Regions from separate parts of the Anas platyrhynchos genome. Here region 1 is linked to region 2. Evidence: chromatin contacts called from public Hi-C data. All regions are on one chromosome and are shown on one strand. Each heading gives the region's core, a stretch centred on a gene start, on an enhancer-like site or on the middle of the called end of the contact. The rest is flanking DNA. Distances are from core to core; before and after follow the strand shown.

Region 1 (2,785 bases), core at 174-2,673, 52 kb before region 2:
AGGTACCCGTGCCTATTGCGAAAGTAAAACCAAATTCGCTGTAACGCGTCCGTTTACACTGCGCGTTCTTATTCTATTACTTTTTTTTTTTTTTTTTTTTTTTTTTTTGGGATGTGTCACCCTGTTTTCTGACCGGAGAAATAATCGCATCGCAGGGCTGTGAACATCCCGGCGTTGGCCTCGGCTCGCAGCAGCGCTGAGCTCCCGGTGCTTTGCTTTATAACGCCCACCTTGCCCCTGGCTAACGCGACAAATTCACCGGGTGCGCCTTGGTGAATTTGGGGAGGGGGCTGCGGTGGGAAATGCCCTTGAGCAGGCATCGGGTGAGGTCTGGATCACCCAAAAGTCTGGCGCTTCTGTGGGCAGAGCGATCCGGAGTGCCGGCTTTGCCCTCGATCGCGCCTGAATTAAGGATACGTTTTATGAAAGTCTTCGGGGAAGGTTTGAATTCGTAATTTTTGTTTCAGGAGAACTGCATCAAACTTACTGGGAACCACCCGGCATTTAGCAGAACGGTGCCTTCTGAAATCTAAGCGTGCGCGGGTGCAAGGAGTTAGAAATACGAGATCGATTTCCGAATTAATCTCATCCCGTTAAAAAATAAAGCGGGTTAAAGAGGAGCTGCGGATAATGAGCGGAGGAAATCCTGGCGCTGTCCCTTTAACTACCGAACATCTGATTCCCTCATCTGGCAGATGGTCGCTGAGCACAGATTTGCATTCATTGTCTTGAAATCTGTTTTCGCGTTGCTGTTAGATGGATTTCAGAGGCAGATCTATACGCGGATCCCGCTACAAAAGGGCCGGGGGGGAAATAGCAGCGAGACAAAGTGGTTTTAGGAAAAAAACCCAACTCAAACCACAGGTAGCGTCCTGCCTCACCGCCGGCTGGGCTGGGGGAGCTCCGCTTTCCTTTCCCGGGCCCTCTTTCCCTCGGCAGGACCTTACGGGAAGTTTTAAGTCTGGAGGAACGGGGGCTGCCCTGCCCGTGTCGCGACATGTCGCCCAGGGTGGCACCGCGCGGGCAGAGCCTCCCGGGGCAGCCCCGTTGGTCGCTTCGATCCGTTTCAAAGCCGGCACCCGCGCGGCTGCTTTCTTAATTAATTTATTGGATGGATTTATTAAGGGCTTTGCGGAGCAGCCCGGTTACCGCGGCTGGACCGCGTGGGGCTGCGAGGCTGCAAGCCGGAGGCCGAGCTGAGGGGCCCGGGAGCCGCTCCCGGATTCGGTCCCGCTCCGGTTCCGCTCCCGGTCCCGGTCTCGACCCCACTCCCGATCGCGCTCCGGGTCCCGCTCCCGGCCGGGCACCGGGGCCGGAGCAGAGCGGGGGAGCCGCGCCCTGAGCCCTCCAATCGGGGCGGGCCATGCAAATGAGATGCCCTTTTATGGACACCAGGCCCCGCCCCCTGCCCGCCGTGCCCCATTGATGGTGTCGGGGCCGGGAGGCTGCGGCTCCTCCCCGGCGCGGGCTGCCCGCCGCGAGGCTCCGGCTCCCTCCCCGCTCCCCTGCCTTCCCCGAGTCATCCCCAGCCCTTCTGCCCCCCTCTTTTTTTTTTTTTTTTTGTGTATGTTTCCCCCCCCCCGGATTGGGCAGCAATCAATCCTTCTCCCCCTGTCTTTCGAGAAACAGGTGATCCTCGTTACCCGCGAGCGGTTGCTGGCTGCAGTTTCCTCGCCCGCGTTTGAATGATGATGATCCCAGGCAAGAGTGAATCAGCGTAACTTTTGCTCGGCGAGAGGACAAACTTTTTTCCCCCCTCATTGAAGGCATTAAAACACACGTAGCACCAAAAAGCAGAAGAAGTTGGTTTTAACGCTGAAGTTCTCCACTTCCCTGGGATTTGTGTGTGTCACTTGCAGAGGCTGCGTGGTTTTCTTCTCCTCCCGCATCCCCCCCCCCCCCAAGGAAACTGTTGCCAGTTGGAATAGACTTTTTAAATGTTTGGGATTCAAGATACTTTAGGAAGAGGACCAATTCTGAAAGATAAATCTCTAGGTTCTGAAATGGATTCCGTCAGGTCCTGGGTCAGAAACGTTGGGGTTGTGGATGCAAACGTAGCAGCACAAAGGTAACCGTCACCGCATTCCCTCTCTTCTTCCGTGCTTCTTTTTTATTTTTATTTTTAAGCAATCCTTTTCCTTACTCCCTCTTGTTATTTTCATTTGACATTAAATTTATTTTCTCCCTTTCTGACACCCCCCTTCCTCCTTCCCGGTCTTTTCTACTCACTGAAGGCTCAAGACAATACGGCTATAGCTGGGGACAGGCGCTCCAAACCCGGAGAGCATCAGGAGCCCTAAAATCCAGCGCGGGCTCGGATGGCAGAGCTCTGATCACTTTCTTTTTTTATATATATATTTTATTAATTTTTTTAGCGCAGAGGGCTCTTGGTGGAAACCGCTTGCACCCAGCGCTGTAGGAGACCTCTTCCCACTTTCGGGGGCAGACAGCCGGGCAGGAGGGAACCGAGTTAAAACCAACTTTGGGGCCGCTTTTCCCCCTCGCCCGCCCCCCCGGCGCATCTTGGGTTCCTCAATTCAGGCGGCTCCGGGGCTACCGGGGGCAGCGGCCAGATCCCACCCCGCGGCCCTACAGCTGCCGGGGCAGGAGCGGACCTGGCACCGCGGGGGGAGCCGCCAGGGTTTGGGGCTGGTCGCTGTAGGGTTTGGGGCCTTTTTTTTTTTTTTTCTTGTTTGGATAGGTTGGTGTTTTGGTGTCTTCCCCCCCACACTTTTTTCCCTTCTCCTATCCTCAGCTAAATCTGCACAGGAGCGCTGTCCCAGTC
Region 2 (2,945 bases), core at 219-2,718:
TGAAAATTGTTATTTAGGTAAATATAAAAACATGCACGTACATTCGGTTCCTCTTCTCGGTCGGTTATTTTGCATACAAAGCTTAAAGTTCTTCCAGACAGGGATGGGTTGGATAGAATATTTAAAGTGTAGGATTTAATTAGTTGCCGATCATATTGAGTGAACACACAAATACAGGTATTAGAGGATGGAAACTGATTCTAAGGCGGATTCTTAGCTAAGGCATGCAAACAACTCATGACAAAAAGGAGGAAAGCTTGCCCTTACACCTATTTGCTAAAATCATTGTTTCTTTAGGAGCTAATAATTCCTGTGTCTAATTTACCAGGTGAAGCCATTCATTTGTAGCTGAAAATCGGAGACACAACACAAGTGGTGATGTTGGTTTGGTGGTGTGCCTTCCTCGTAGGATCATAGGATAATTTATTTGGAGAATTTTCAAAACATTAGCCTCTTTGTTCTAGGTGCTTTCTGAGTGCTCCAGAAAAAAAAGACAGTCTCTGTCCCAAAGTACTGGCCAGAATTTCTAATTTCACATCACCCACAGCTGTAAGAAATGTAGAAATGCTTCCCCCACTGAGCAGCTTGGGGTGTGAGCATGGAGCGGGCTGCGGTGACTTCAGCTGGAGATGGGTAGAAACTTTTCTTTGTGTTTTTTTTTTTTTTTTTTTTTTTTTTTTGGTAGAAATGGGTCAGAGCTTAAAAGAACGACAGCACTAAAATATAAAAGAAACTGCCTATCTCAAATTAATCTTCTGCCTCTGGATTTCTCGTTCCTAGCGGCAGTGGCTATTTCTCTAGCCCGGTGTCAGCTTGGTAACGAGGGGAGAGGAACAGGCAGTAGCTTGATTGTTCTGGATGAACTATCAGCGATCCACTGGGAATACTGGTACCTTGACCTCTCTGACCCTCAAAGTGCTGAGTGTGGAAAATGTGAAGTCTCCATGGACCTCAATATGCACAAGATGTCAGAAAAATGCAGTTCTTGGAAAACTGTACCTTTTTTTAAGGTTGCATCATTGTGCTAACGTTACAAGTTTGCCTTCTTTTTGTTTGGTTTTGTCCCCAAATGCATGTTTTCCTTTTTTTTTTTTTCATCCTTTCGGTAACGTTCACATTTTTTATTGCATTTAGGGTGTTTGCAATTGTCCCGAGAGAAGAAAAATGTAATAGAAGATTTTAAACACAGTTACATTGCAAAATTGCATCGTGTTTCTTCTCCTGCCTCCACCACAGAGCTGGGATCTCTTTTAATAATGTCTTCCCCACATTTAGCCAAAATCTCTGCTGAACTTGAGTAAACTTCCTACAGCTCCTTTTGGACTCATTAAGGGCCAAGCTATATTTCAATTTTGATATTTGGGCGTTTCCTTGGCAACAGTTTTTTCATTTGGACACACGGAAGGTTATGGATCATACACTTGCTTCTCTGAATTCCCAAGAATTGTTCAGCGTAGTAAAGCACGGCCCGAGACTGTATAATAACAAATCCGATTGCAGACTAGCTGTTTGTGACTGATGTTGCAATTTAGGATTTATAAGCATTTCCAGATTTTTTGCCAATATCCCGAAATGTGTATGGTGAGCATACAACTTGCAGCAAGTTTAGTCAACAGGGTAAGATTTCAGTTAGCGAGCCAAGGGTTTTTTTCCCTTTGGAGGAGAGAAGGGTGTATTCAATTTAAAGTTTATACAGTGTGCCTCTTCGGTGTTATTTTTTTCCCTGCTATCCATTCATGCTCTCACCACACCTGCCCTTTCTCTCAGTGTATTTTCTCCCCTGTTCTCCAACATGTGATGTGTGTGGATTTTGGAGCTGGGAATAAAAGTTCATGTTAGGCTGGCTTGAACAAATTAGTTTTTATTGCAAATGTGTTGGGTTATATCTTGAAGGAGGAGAAAAAAAAAAGACTTTTAGGAGGAATTGAGACCAGATTTGTAAGGAGCCTGAGCAGTTTGCTCTGACAAAGATCCGGACCTCAGCCTGGGTGCCGCGATAGCAGCTCAGCCTCATCACGGTCTGCTCGCTGGGCTAGTGCTGGCACTCCCAGCTCTCGAGGTGATTTCAGTAGGGGTCTCACAGCATCTCATGGAGGAGGTACAGTAGTTTTCGCATGTGAATGATTTCATCATGGATGATGATTTTTTGTTGTGTTTTCAAGATGCTGTTTTGTAATGAGCGCAATCATTTACACGTGCAGAGAAACCCAGCCCTTAATTAACTGGAGAAACCAACAGACATAAATAACATAATTCTAAAATATAGGCAGTGTGTGTGTACACGAAGTCCTGTCCCCTAACTGCCTTTTCCCCTTGAAACGGGAATGATTCTTATTAAGTAAAGTCTGCTACTTGCAAATAAAAATACTAGAAGGTTGCCAGAGGAGCAATACTTTTTAAAGACATGCAGGAAAGGCTTCTCCCTTCACCAGGGTTGCTTTGTACCACTCTGAAAGTGTAAATCATGACTGCTTCTGGTTTTGAGCCTCTTTAACATCATCTAAACAATGCAATGAAACATGAACACAAAGAAAAATGGGGCTTATCGTGCTGCGTCGTAAAAATAACCGCGTTGTATATATTCAGTACTTTATCAAAGGAGTCTTAAAAAAAAATAAAGGCATTTAAATTCTTCATTCCTGCAGACTGAATCCTTATTTACCTGAGAGACCAAACATCTCCGCTGGTGGTTTTCTGGTCTTCCAGGTAAATAAGGAACACTTCATAGGACTGCTTAGTTAACTTGCTCACCCTAGGTACAGTGGTGGTCCCTGGTGTAAATGATGTGTTTTATGAACCTGGTAAGAATTAAGTAGACAAAACAACATTTAAATAATGTTAGTAGGGTGATGTGTTTGTACTTACGCTCCCATCTGTGTACAAGTGGGCTTGATCCTAAAGATGAAAAGTTTTGGCAGACATTATTTATGGCTCATACCATTTTG

Evidence for each region. A called contact is a pair of places that touch in the nucleus more often than the background predicts.
Region 1: a Hi-C map of skeletal muscle shows a contact between it and region 2, with 1.8 times the contacts expected there. The contact joins the promoter of EBF2 here to the enhancer-like site in region 2. A contact is called at or near these places in 2 of 8 Hi-C or Micro-C datasets (liver and skeletal muscle).

What each region holds. Positions count from the first base shown.
Region 1 is chr23:2,955,876-2,958,660 of IASCAAS_PekinDuck_T2T, reverse strand. EBF2 (EBF transcription factor 2) reads left to right here and starts at 1,423. Exons shown (of 16, transcript XM_038167023.2): 1 at 1,423-2,068. The coding sequence starts at 1,938.
Region 2 is chr23:2,904,209-2,907,153 of IASCAAS_PekinDuck_T2T, reverse strand. The region is part of intron 6 of EBF2 (EBF transcription factor 2); the gene reads left to right. Among named protein-coding and RNA genes, the nearest start is that of EBF2, 52 kb to the left of the region's middle. Within about 2 kb of position 1,468, at least 1 of the 8 cell types and tissues checked has an H3K27ac peak or open chromatin away from gene starts, as enhancers often do.